Linked DNA regions of Drosophila melanogaster: region 1 is linked to region 2. A link is a contact called in public Hi-C data. All regions are on one chromosome and are shown on one strand. The core of a region is the stretch at or near the end of the contact, and the rest is flanking DNA. Distances in the headings are between cores, read along the strand shown.

Region 1 (3,879 bases), core at 316-2,815, 69 kb after region 2:
CGTTCCGTTGCGTTTTGTTTTGCCTGCTGCCGCTGCTGTCTTGTTTAAAATATGTAATTTATTTTGCTGCTGCCTCTTTATTTTATTTTCCTTTTATTTTTCTTTTTTTTTTTTGCTTCATTTCGCCTCCACCGATCGCATTCCTTTACACACACAGCTGCAGCACGCACCTTTTCTTTCCGGTTCAAGAGCGCTTCGGAATCGGAATTTATATGGGTTTTTTTTTTAGCTCGTTTGCCGGAGCTTCCTGAATGAGTGAACTGCTGATCTCTCACCTGCGTTTTATGCCTTCTTAAGCCACTAACAACTTGCCAAGAATTTTATTCTATTTTAATTTGATTCTCAATGAGTTATCTGCTTCACTTATTAGCCATTAAGCAGCAATTGGGGTTTATAAGCACTCTTGATAGTTTGCGATGTTAAAGCATCTATAACTTATTTAAAACACAACCTGTTGGTTTGGTCATTCGTTATGTATGCCTCATTTCTGATAATTGTTCTAGTAGTTTTAATAAGTTTAAACTAACTTTCCAAATGCAAATATCTTATAATTATATTTCAGATCGCCCTTGTTTCAATTTCGTTTCTTTAATTGACCCTTTCCGGAACACTTACCAATCTCTGGGATCCAGCCAGGTGGTCTTCTTGTTGATATGATCTATGTAATAGGTCTTGCCATCGAAATCCTTGGCGATATCCCAGCCATCGGGAAGTGGGAAGTCGCTGTGGTGTTGTTGCTGCTGCTGATGATGCGTGTGTTGTTGTTGTTGCTGTTGTTGATGATGATGATGATGTTGCTGTTGCTGCTGTTGGGGTCGCAGGTGGTGGGGATGCAGATGATGCTGCGATTGCGATGCGGTTTGTTGCAGATTCGGCATTTTAACTTTGTTTCTCGCCGTGTACTTTGGTTAGTCTGAGAAAACGTCGTTGTTGCTGGATTTTTCACCCGACGCGCGCCTTTTCTTTCTTTTCGCTATTGCTATCTACGTTTGCTTCTTTTTTCGGGGGGTTTCTCTTTGCGCTGTTTACATTAGCAAAGACATTTCAATTCCGTTTCTTTTGCTCCGGCGATAATGGAGACCGACCCGCACACACACACACACAACACGGCCACACGGTGACGGGCGTAGAGGCACACACCGAGCCAACTCGAATACACACGCGCGCAGGGGAGAGAGAGCGGGAGAGCGCGGGCGCGCTCTCAATTATTTATTTACTTTTTTCGTAACTGCATTCCATTCCAGCTCAAACACACGCACACATATGGGGGACGAACACAAGCGCACACGATCACTGCTCACAGTTGGTGCTGCTTCTTTTCATTTCTTGTTGTTGCAAGCGTTTGAACTCCTTTACTTATTTTCTTATTTTCGCCTAATTGAAACTAATTAACGACGATAATCCAACCATCCACTTGGTGTTCACAAAAAAATATGTACTTCAGTTTAGTGAGTTCGCGCCGTCGCCGATCTCTTCGGTTCCGGAATTCCTTGGGGGAGCAGCAAAAAACACGAGTAGCGCGCTTGATGACCGTCCGATTCGGATTCGGAATTTGTTTTGGTAACATTCGCTGCTAGTGGTGTAGCAGAAAACATCGCATTGCATATCGATACACTCGCGGCGATGTTATTCGATGTATTGGTTGATATCGATATTATAGGCTGTATTGACGCGGTTGCAGAGATGCGATATTTAACAATCATGCACGAAAAGTATTTATTGTTATTTGGCTTGTGTAGTCCCCAAGCATAGGTGTAATTGTTGAGGGAAGAAAATAGGAGTTGTACGTTCAAAGATCGGCTTGGTAACAGGAACTAGTTCGGTTCTTCAAGCGATGTTAATCAAAGCCAGTTCCGATAGATCATGTTAACTCGCTCTGTTAACAATTACTGTTATCTTAATCCTAACATTTCCGTTACATTTTAAAAACAGAAAAAGAAAAAATTTAAAAAAAAAGACTGTAAACTGAGTTACGCATTTCGAAATCAATATGTATCCCAACCATAGATAGAAAAATAAATTATGTTTCCGAAACATAACTTCAATAAAACCACAATTTCGCTTGCTTTGTACGTTTGATATTGTATTTGCATTTTATGAATTGTAAAAATTGAGTCAACAAGACTAACACAGCTTCAGCTCAAGACACATGCAATTTCATTGACATTGTTTAATTGTATATATTAAAGGAAATCAATTAGGATATAAAGAGAGAAACCTTTTTGCCGCTTATGCGATGCCAACTATCTGGATCTGGATTGTCTAACACGAAACCCTAACTAATTGGTAAATTAAACATAAATTAATCATATCGGTCAACAACTACAACTAAATATTAGTTATTAGCGGATAAAGAGCGCCCCATAAACTATTTACACTAAGCTTTAGTCTACTAGAGTCCCGGATTCCATCTCCGCTCCTCGGATCTTCGGATCTTAACTCAGATGTTCGGATCTTCAAGTTCTAGGAGAGAACTGGTGCAGTGCATCCGTTATTCAGGCGATACTCGGCATAGACCAGTCCGGTGTTGTGCCAGTGATAGAAGGCGGCCACGATGATCAGGTGCCACCAGTTGTGCGAATGCCCAACGAAGTCCACCTTGCCGGTGAACCAGCGCTCCGGAATCTTGGCCGCATAGAAAACGAAGGCGACGAGGCAGAGCAAGTACATGAGCACGATGCGGGGCACCATCAGCTGCAAATGGTAATGATTGATGGATTAGCAAATGACAAGATTCCATAAATTTCCAACTGATGCCTACCCTGACTAGCTCGTTCTCCAGACCGCCCATGGCCACCGCCCAGTGGCCCAGAGGTATGATTCCATAGGCAGACCAGAGTAGCAGCACCGCCACCTTGCCGTTCATGGACACATTCAAACGGGGTATCTGCACGGCAATGGCCAGTGCGAACATGCCCAGTGCAATCGTGGAGTACAGGGTGCGCAGGAAGGTGTGGCACCAGAAGGCATAGTACATGCCACTGATATAGATGGCCACCAGCGACAGCGAAATGCCCAGGAAGTCAACGGACAGAAAGAGCTCGTAGTGCTCCTCCGATTTGCAGGAGAAGATGTGGTATATGGCGGACATCAGCATGCACAGACAGAAGCAGACCAGCAGGCAGACCACCAGCACCTGGTCGCTCAGGGAGGCGTGGAGGCGCAGGAACTGCAGATCGAAGATGGTCAGTCCAATGAACAGGATGCAACCGGCCAGATGGCTCCAGATGTTGATCTATGAAAAATATAGCAATAATAATGTTATAATAATAGGGAATAGAGTTTAAGGAAAACTATTGTAGCTCCAATTGGAATGGAGTATCATTCTAGTGTGGCAATCTTACCGTCTCATTGGTCCACCAGAAAATGCTCTGCAGGCACATTTTTGTGGAAGGTAGAAAGGTGCGGTATCCGCGACGAATGTACGGGTTGAACTTCAGGTGACTGGGGGCCTGTATCGAAAGCACAAGTGAATAAACATTCCAAATAAATACAAAATTTTCCAAGCCGATAAGACATGCAAATCGCATGCGTGTAGCATTGAAAATAAAATAAAAACCAAATAGACAAAATGACAAAATAAAATAGAAACAAACGGAATAATTCGAGGATCTGGCACCCCGCCGAATGTAAAAAAAAAAAACCAAAAAGCTTTCCATTTGCTTCAATTGAAAGAAAATAAAACTAATTAATCCAATTTGTGTTGTTAGCAATCTTGTATGGGAATTGATTAAATGCCAAATACTGTGTATATTATTTACTTTCTTTGAATTTAACTAGCTAAGTTTTATATATTATAAAAAATCCATTTAATTAGTTAAACAAGTGCTAAGCTAGTTTTGCACTGCATTTATGTATTATTACCTTAATTAATGCCTT
Region 2 (3,880 bases), core at 1,124-3,623:
CGGGCGTTTTACAATAATTCCGACAACTGTTAAAATAGCAGCGATAAAAAGCTTTTAAAATTAGTTTATAACCAGACATGAACTACATTTTATAACTGCTGTCATATTAGTACGTTTTATCAAGAACCAGAAACTGATATATTAATCAAATCTATGCCATCAAACTATCTGCATATAATGGTTCCTTTATTGTTAATATGAACATGATAAGATAGTGATTGTTCCTGGAGTAAATAAGCAATGTTTAAAAATAGTGATGATTGACTTGTGTTTCAGATTTACGATAAGGGTGAGAAATGATTCCCATATTTTCGGCGCGCTTTCATGATATTTGCAAACTCATCGACATTGACGCACAGCAGCAGAAATTGCATTTAAATGCACATTACATTGCCCGTAAGTGAGGAAAACGGGCAGAGGGAGAGAGAGAGGGAGATACTGAGTCCGAACCCGTTTGCTGCTTCCTTCATAACCGGAAACTGAAGGCTAAATTGTGCAAAGCAAGAAATGTGCAAAAAACGTAATATAATGACGACCGGGTGGGGGAAAGCAAGAAGGGCGGGGCTGGAAACCACCGCAAAGGCAGCTGGAGATGGATTTTTGATGCGGTGGGGAGGACGGTGCGGGATGCGGGGTAAAAGCCAAGAGCCAGACATGCGGTTCAGTTTATTCAGCCAGCCAGCGAAGCCAAACGAACTCCATCTGCAGCTCCACTTGGCCACTTTTGCATTGCACGTAGGCCCGTCCACATCCCACAGAGTGGGTCTCATGGCTCCAGAGCAGTGGTACAGTGGACACTGGCTGGAAGCAACCCGGGGAAGCCTTGGGAGTGCTGCCAACAATGTTGGCATAACTTATGGAGCATATATCTTGCTCGTTTTGTCTGCAAACAAACTTCCAAAATCGTGAGTCATACGAGATAATTATGGGCTTCACAGTCAAAGATTTTGCTTTGCATTTTTCTTTGCTTTTTCGCGGTCAAAAGACAATAAATATTAATGGGTTCCATAAAATGACTCACTGAATTATTCAAATAAATATTTATTTCAATTTGGAAATTTAATAACGCTGGTAGGAATATTTAAAGCTTTTGAAAGGTTTCCTAAATAAGCCGTTTGGTATTGTTTTCGAATGCAAAATAATATATTTTTATAATCCAAATTGATTGTGCATCCATATTAAATGGAAAGATAAACATGTATAATTTTTAAAAGACACTTAAGTTGTTTAAACAATTCATCCGCATGATAGATCCAATTAATGTGGTAATTTTCTTTACTTTTCCATTTTAACATGAAAGTAAATCTCCGATATAAAACACTTCCTTTGGCCTTAGCTGTTTTGTGATTTCTTGGTGCAATAAGTATTATTTTATAACAGTATCATAATTATAAGGCGAATTAAGTTAAAACAGAATTATTCACACAATAAAATATCCAAGGCTTACGATCACTATTTTGTTTTTTTATAAAAGTGTACGAAATTTTCGTTATTCGAGGTTTTATTATGTTGCTCTTTTTGTTGTTGTTGTAGGTAGTGAGCGGCAGCTGTTGTTGGTATGAAAAAAAAAACACACACATCTGTTCCGTTAAAACCAAGTTAACGATAATCTCGGTTTCTCACGGACTTTACTCAACTCTTGTGAAGAATTTCAGCAATATAAACACACACATGCACACGATAACTAAGAGCGGGCGGAGGGGGAGGTTCATCACCACACATATGTCGCCAATAAACAAATTTCCAAAACTAAACAAAACAAATAACCAATTCCGTGTAAACGAACTTTCAGTGGGGAGCGCGTCTTGAATTTCTTTTAGCTTTTTGTTTAGTTTTGTTTGTCATTCGCTTTGTGGTTTGTGGGTGTGCCGCCGCTGCGAGGGGTGGGATGGCAACTGTTGGGGAGTGGCGGGAAGGGCACTCGAGAATCGCTGTTGCCGGCGTTTTTATGATTTCTCTGTTTCCCCCATCCGTTTTTTTCTCTTTTTTTTTTGTTTCGACCAGCAGTCGCCCTCGCCCTTTTTTCTGCTTCTCTTTAGCGGCTCTTTCGCTTCCTTCCCCCACACAGCCCCCCACCAAACCCACACACTCACAGATACACTTGCGTTTAGAGTTGCACACGCAGGGTCTTTTGATTTTTAACTGTGCTTTGATTTTCAGCATTTAATCATTTTTAGCTTTAACAGCTTTTTCTGCTTTTCTTTGCTTTGGCGATTTTCGATGCAAAACAAGAATGCGTCACGGACCGCACACACTCACATAAAGGCTCACACACATACAACACACGCATACAGTGGGGCCGAAACCGAGAGCAACGAGAGCGAGAAAATTTACCCAACCGTCTGATGACGATTCAAACGTCAAAGTGGCGCCGCGCAACGTACTTCGTTTTTGTTGTTTGAGTACCCTTCCCACGGACAGGGTTGTCATGTTTTTGGGAATTAGTAAAGTGGCAGAATAATGCGGTTTTTTGGGAAATAAAAATTATAACAGCCCGCCAAATAATTATTTACAGCGATTCGCACTCAATTGATCACAAGTTAATGGGATTTACTGTTAAAAATCTATTTTATGCACATATAAATAGGAGGATCGGCAACCCTGGCCTGCCTCTCACACACACATACAGCACAGACCTGGGAATTTTTTGCTGCACAATTTTTTCTCCGCACCAACAATTCCACTTTCAAATGCAATTTTATCCCCCTTTGCTGAGCGCAGCGTACTCAAGACGATATCCTTTTTGTGGGAAAATGTGTACTGCAGCACTTTCTGGTGTGTTAAGTGGGCATAAAACGCGTTAAACGATTAAATTTGTAATTTTCGATGAAGTCGGGCTGACAAGATGGCGGACAATACAGGCGCGCGCACAGACACACACGCAGCCATTCGGGCGAACTAGGGATGTGACAAATTTATCTACATTTCAATATATCGATATTTTTGAAGAAAAATAAATATTTATTCACATGATCTATCGAATATCACTATTTTGCTGCTATTTATACAAACAAAATAAGCAAGTGCTAAATTTATGCTTCAGGATTGATAACCATTAAGTAACAACAGTTAATAATAATATTATACATTCAGCGAAGAACCAACCATATTATATTAATAAAACCAAACACACTGAACTGCTATTTTGGGACCCAGTGTCAAGGAGTGTCGTAAGCTACAGCCACCGCCACCTTTACGTTTTTTATACCCCTTACTCGTACAGTTAAAGGGTATACTATAGCCGAGTGCTTCCGAATGAATGTAGAGATATTAGGAACTATAAAGGCGAGAGAGTAAGGACTACCACGTCCACTTTAACGCTCACTAACCGCCCAAAACTCCCACTTTTGAACAATTTCTTTACATTTTATTTGTCTTGCTGATTAGTATCGGTACGCCAAAAATATGTAAATGTTCTAGTTCGCACTCCTATTAACGTAGTAGGTACGTATAGTAGGTAGTAGGAATCTGATAGTCGAGGAACTCGAATATAGCGTTCTAACTTGATTCTGATTGGTACGTGCGCGTTGCCATCTTGAAACTGGTTACCTTAGCCATAACGCGCAGTCTCCAATGGGCGGCCAATCAGAGCACCGGCGGTCTGATTGGTCGGCTCTGCAGTTTGATTTGTATCTCTACTGTGGTTTAGCTTTGGAACCACTATTGCGCAATATTTCTTGGCGGCAGGATAAAATGATCGGCCGCAAAAGGCCTCCCAGAGCCAGATGAACTATGTTGGAGTAGCCGCTGATGCTGTCGCATTCTACTGATAGAGATAGGCAGTTGTGGCGATGCTGTTAATGTGATGGATCCGGGTCCGGACAATGTCTGCTGCTGCTGAATTTGAAGTTGTGAGCCCATAGACTCCTCCTGGGGAGTG

What was found. Hi-C and Micro-C count contacts between places; a contact is called where the count stands out from the background.
Region 1: a Hi-C map of the Kc167 cell line shows a contact between it and region 2, with 3 times the contacts expected there. A contact is called at or near these places in 10 of 107 Hi-C or Micro-C datasets (the D17-c3 cell line, the Kc167 cell line, the OSC cell line and 3 more) and 1 of 7 datasets of targeted methods (the Kc167 cell line).

The regions. Positions count from the first base shown.
Region 1 is chr3R:14,722,696-14,726,574 of dm6, forward strand. It overlaps kibra (kibra,), which reads right to left and starts at 1,566. Exons shown (of 9, transcript NM_001300400.1): 1 at 616-1,566. The coding sequence starts at 878. CG7530 reads right to left here. Exons shown (of 6, transcript NM_169599.2): 4 at 3,345-3,452; 5 at 2,762-3,235; 6 at 2,065-2,694. The coding sequence ends at 2,464.
Region 2 is chr3R:14,652,824-14,656,703 of dm6, forward strand. It overlaps l(3)L1231 (lethal (3) L1231), which reads right to left and starts at 2,374. Exons shown (of 6, transcript NM_001300399.1): 1 at 2,335-2,374.